Regions from separate parts of the Mus musculus genome. Here region 1 is linked to region 2. Evidence: chromatin contacts called from public HiChIP or PLAC-seq data. All regions are on one chromosome and are shown on one strand. Each heading gives the region's core, a stretch centred on a gene start, on an enhancer-like site or on the middle of the called end of the contact. The rest is flanking DNA. Distances are from core to core; before and after follow the strand shown.

Evidence for each region. HiChIP or PLAC-seq counts read pairs in DNA pulled down with a chosen protein or histone mark.
Region 1: a contact with region 2 is called in an H3K27ac HiChIP or PLAC-seq map of acute myeloid leukemia, with 5 times the contacts expected there. The contact joins two enhancer-like sites. A contact is called at or near these places in 1 of 39 promoter capture datasets (neutrophils), 1 of 484 Hi-C or Micro-C datasets (LSK cells) and 3 of 115 datasets of contacts at active chromatin or transcription factors (acute myeloid leukemia, bone marrow-derived dendritic cells and bone marrow-derived macrophages).

The regions. Positions count from the first base shown.
Region 1 is chr6:123,251,660-123,254,359 of GRCm38.p6, forward strand. No RefSeq gene overlaps it. Among named protein-coding and RNA genes, the nearest start is that of Clec4d, 9.1 kb to the right of the region's middle. Within about 2 kb of position 1,307, at least 56 of the 459 cell types and tissues checked have an H3K27ac peak or open chromatin away from gene starts, as enhancers often do. A contact at or near this core is called in acute myeloid leukemia, bone marrow-derived macrophages and neutrophils, where this site is marked.
Region 2 is chr6:122,763,255-122,765,954 of GRCm38.p6, forward strand. It overlaps a transcript of Slc2a3 not described here. Among named protein-coding and RNA genes, the nearest start is that of Slc2a3, 22 kb to the left of the region's middle. RefSeq lists an enhancer at 775-2,700. Within about 2 kb of position 1,252, at least 236 of the 459 cell types and tissues checked have an H3K27ac peak or open chromatin away from gene starts, as enhancers often do. A contact at or near this core is called in acute myeloid leukemia, bone marrow-derived macrophages and neutrophils, where this site is marked.

The DNA.
Region 1 (2,700 bases), core at 57-2,556, 490 kb after region 2:
ACTGTGACTATTGTTGATGCCAAGATATGCGTATAGAAAGGAGCCTAGTATGGCTGTCCTCTGAGAGGCTCTACCAGCAGCTGACTACTACAGAAGCAGATACTTATAGCCACCCATTGGACTGAGATTGGGGACCCCTATGAAAGAGTTAGGAGAAGGACTTAAGGAGTTGAAGGGGATTGCAACCCCATAGGAAGAACAACAATATCAACCAACCAGATCCCTCAGAGCTCTCAGAGACTAAGCTACCAACCAACAAGCATATATGGGCTGGTCCATGGCCCCCACTATATATGTAGCAGAAGACTGTCTTGTCTGGCCTCAGCAGGAAAGGATGTGCTTAGTCCTGTAGCAACTTAATGCCTCAAGGAAGGGGAATGCTAGTGGGATGAAGTAGGAGTGGATGGGTGGGTAGGGGAGCACCCTCTAAGAAGCAAAGGGGAGAGGGAATGGGGTGAAGATCTTGTGGAGGGGGGACCAGGAAGGGGAGCAACATTTGGAGTGTAAATTAATAAAATAATTAAAAAGAAAAAACTCGCACCAACAAACCAAATAATTCAATAAAAAACATAGGGTATAGAACTAAACAGAGAATTCTCAACAGAGAAGTCTCTCATGTCTGAGAAGAACTTATATATTCTTTATCCACCACGGAAATGCAAATCAAAATGACTGTTAGATTTCATCAGTTACTAAGAATAAATTTAGGGTATTTGCAGATAGATAAATATTCCATGCTTTTTCTCATATACAGAAGCTGAACTTTTCAAAAGGGGTGAAAACACAAATAGAATACTTGGGGGGAAGGGGGGAACATAGGGTTGGTTAGAAGAGAAGGCAATAGGGGGGGAATAGAGAGAGCAGTGTCTGTGTAGATTATATAATTAAATTGCTAATTTTTCTGGTACTGTCAAAAACAGATCCACCTTATAGATCTTTGACTGTGGCTCACATTTTAATGTGATGGGTATTAAAACATATGTAAACAAACAAAAATACCATAAACAAACACAAGCAAACTCTGATATAGCAAAGTTCTCTTTCCAGTGTTTACATACAGAGAACAGACATAGAGAGAGGCATTGGGGAAAGTTGGCATTGAATGGGGTCAGCACCATGATGGCAGACTTTTGCCTTCAAACACATAAGGAGTGTGGGATAACAGAGCTGAGCTGAGTTCTGAGAGGATTTTGTCCAAGGAGTTGAGAACCATTGACCTATGTTCTTTATGTCTCACTATCTCTCTAGACACCTTCCTCTTTGCTGGTGACTCATCAAAGTCATACTGGAAAATTAACAATGTGTTTCATAATCTGCCCTAAAGTGCAATCTTGCTGAAAAAGTACCATCTTGCCATGAGCAGTCAAGCTTCCTGTTGTTTCTGACTTCCTGTTCATCTTGAGTTCTGTTCTGAAGCCCTCATATGTAATCCTACTGCTCCACTTGGAGATCTAAACTGTTTCACACTGAATGTCTTCAGACAGCACTCTGGAATTTACCAACAAAACTGCCTCTTATAGTGGTCCCTGGGCAAGTAAGAAACTCACAGTGTGAATCTAAGAATCATTAGAAGTTTTTCATGGTTTTATTTAAATACATGTATTTAATTTTAAAATTAAATATAACTAGTTATTTTCTCCCCTCCATTTCTCTTCTTTCCACACATTCCGTGTATTCTCCCTCTCTCAAATTCATGGCTTCTTTTTTTTTTTTTGGCCATTATCAGCTAGTATATATGTATATATCATATACATATAGCCATGTTACATATATATATGCATATATATATACACACACATATATTACATATCTTTGCATATATACATAATACATTATGTATATACATACAAGTACAGCTTGTGGAGTCTGTGTGGTGTTGTTTGTAGGTATGTGATTTCAGAAATGATCACTTGGAATTGGATAATCAATTTGAGGGCTCATCCCTGGGAGAAATTAATTATCACAGCAGTTGTTTATTTGCCATTAGCTCTTTGTCTAGGAGTGGGTGCTGGAGACTAGCACCTACTTGATAGGATGTCCATTGGTGTTGTCACTGTTCCTATCCTGTTTAGGAAGCTGTATTATTGAGGTCCGTGGACACAACTTCTCTGTAATTCTAGGATGATCTCACAGCAGGTTGTCTGGTCTACCAGCTCTTATAGGTTTTCCAGTACTGTGATGTTCCCTGAGCCTTAAGTGCAGGAGTCATCTTGTAGATATATTTATTGGGTATGGGCACATCACATCAGTCCTTTGCATTTTTACCAGTTGTGGTGTTTCGTAATCATCTCTGTCTACACCAGTATATAGCTTAAAGCTGCTTTGTGACTTGAGGGGTGAGAGTTAAGGATAACTGTTTCCCTTCTGTTCTATTCAAGCACCCTAATTTCATGGAAAGTGAAGGAGAGATAGAGATATTTCTTAGAAATACTTTTGTCTTCTCTCTACAAAACAAATCTTTCTTGAAGGAACATATTTTATCTATGCTAATCTATGAAGCTGTAGTTTATGAACTTTTAATATCTAGTTATGTTGACAAATCAAACATCACATTTCTGTCTTTTTTTTTTTTTTGGCAACATCTGCATTTTTTCCCCTTCTAGAACAGAATCTCTTCTTGATGCTTAATTTGTTAAAATATTCTGAGCCTGTGAGTCACGGTTCGCAATTCTGTTATTCTTATGTATAATGTTTTTGTTT
Region 2 (2,700 bases), core at 2-2,501:
GCTGTTTGGAGAGCCTCTCAGGTCAGAGGAGATGGAGAGGCCACAGAGAGAGGCCAGTGAGGCAACAAGGCTCTTGGGACACTGTGGTCCACAAACCCTAAAACACTTACATAATCTGACCCTTTGCAGTAAAAGTTACCAACTCCCGAGTTTTACTGTAGATGAGGCAAATGAAATGGGACCTTAAAGCTGTGAGATCACAGTCATTGGCTGGGATCAGAAGAAGGAAGGAGGCACTGTCTGTGGTAGCAGAGGCTGGAGACAAAGAACATGCCTCTGAGCGGGGAAACTCTGAGGACTTCCTGTGAATGAAAAAATGGTCCAGCCAAGACTGACAACCGACCGTACTCAACAGGAAAGTCTTTCTCAGTCTCAGTCTCTCTCTCAATATCTTTCATTTCATGTAACAGGAATCCACGGGAGTGCCACCGTGAGAGTGCCCTACTTAAGGGCACTGGGCCTAGAGGCTGGTTTTCCAGGTTCCCCCGGGGCCTGCAGGCAGCTTTAGATTTTACTGGAGAGTAAGCACTGAGAGGAAGTCACTTTGAGTATACTGCTGTCATCCATGTCATTAGTGAGGGAAAAACTGGGACTGGAGGAGAGGTGGCTGAAGATTAGTTGATGAATTGTCCTTAGGTTTTCTTTACACCCACCTTAGTCATTTTTTGTGAACACCTCCTTCCCCCCGCGCGCGCGCTTAAAAGGTAGCAAACAGTCTGCATAGACCCAACCAAAGACCAATGTAGGGAGATAACTGTTGAGCATGGGCCAAGGCCAACAGACTCAGCAGGGAGTTCCTCATTTTCTCATGGGTAATATTCCCTTTTCAGGCTGGAGAAGTGAGGGTCAGAGACTGAAGCACTTAGGTTAAACATCCCAGCTCAAGATGTGTTTAAAGGATAACATGCTTAGATTTTCTAATGCCAATTTACAACACATCAGATTATGTCCCGCGACTGGTGTTATGAAGAACATGTCTATCCAAAGTCCTAAAATGTCATTAAGGGTTAAATGCATGCAAGCAGCGTTCACGTGCTTCCTTGGTTTGGGGCACAGAGAAAGGTAGAGTACGGCGGATGTTAGGACGGCGAGGCAGGCACCAGAAAGCCCTTATTTCTACTTTCTTCTGCTTATTTCGACCCCGACGCACGCCTAAATAGCAAGTAGCACAAAATGTATAGCCCTAATGTGCAGGGCTGTTCTTTTCCGTCGGTCGTCGATCGTGCCACAGTGGCGCAGTTCGCTGCGGATGGTGCAGGGTGACCCAACGCTCTGCGCATGCTCACACACATCTGATCCTTCCCAGGCCCACCCTTTCCTTCTTCCTGGTGGTCTGCAGCCCACCCTACCTTTTACTTCTAAATTCACCCTCCGCCTTTCCCAGTCCGTTTCTTTCTTTTTAATACCCCCACCCCCGCCTCCTCCCGACAAGTCAACCAAAAACGTCAAGGGAACGTGAGGACCAAGGGAAGGAGCGGAACACTGCAGGATGCGCGAATGAGTCAGCGAGCTGGGGAGGCAGATCCAAGCGACTCAGGGACCGCGGGGGCTGCCGGGCGCCGTGCCAATACGCACGTCCCTTCTGCCGGGCGGGGTCGGCCAGCGCCCACCGGATGGGGCTGAGAAAGTGCAGTTGTCAGGAATCCGAGGCATCTCTGTGGAGCAGCAGGTTACGCCAGAGTCTGCCTCGAGGGCGAGGGCGAATGCCCCACCTGCGCCCGGCAGTCTCCCCACCTGTCCATCTATTTTGCCGCAGGCCATTCGGCTTCGTCGTGCAGCACACCAGGTCGCTCACGTTTCCCACGCTGCCTGCTTCTTTTTATTTCAGTCAGCTTTACATATACTACGCGTGCAAAAGCGTTCACCCATTCCAGCTGTTCGGGTAGATGACTAATTTTTGATGCCTGCAGTCTCCTGTCTCCGTGCCACCCCACTGCAATCATCAGAGTGCAAATTTACTCTTAGAACATTCTCCTGCAGCATGCTCTCACTGAGGTTACCCGGTCATTGTTCGGTGGCATTCGAGCGACTGTAGGCTTTTGTAACGGACCCAGCAGGAGGAGATAATCTGGGAGAGACACCAGCTCCTCCCCTTAGCTATCAACCTATTCAAACAATGGACCAAAGAATTAAAATTTCCCCAGGACTCCCAAGCGTTTGAGGGTGGAGGTGGGGTGCAGATCCCCTGGTGAGGAGGGTTAAGGGACGGTGGTGGGGGTGGGGTGGGGGTTAGGACGGGGCACTTTGCCTACCGGGAAAGATTTCACAGGGATCTGACAACTTTATCATACCCTTATTTCCTGGCCTTTGTTTCATCACTTCTGTAAAATTTACACCTGTTACAGAAATGGCGGAGAAAAACTAGGCATCATTCTCTGTTTTGGACAAGTCGTACATAAATCCAATTTTCCTTCAATTTTGCTTCCTTATATCTTTTAAAATGTATCAGGAAGCTGGTCGGATTGACACAAACATTTAATCCCAGCACTCTGGAGAAGAGGCAGGAGGATCAGTGAGTTAGAGGTCAACTAGGTCTATGTGGTGAATTGCAGGATATCCAAAGCTACATCTTGAGACCCTGCCTTGAAAAATTAGAACAAGGAAAAAAAGAACCAGGTTTAAGATGTAAATGTCTTCCTGTGACATTTTTCTCAGTTACTTTTTCATATATTAGCAGATAGGAGGTATTTCTTATGGACC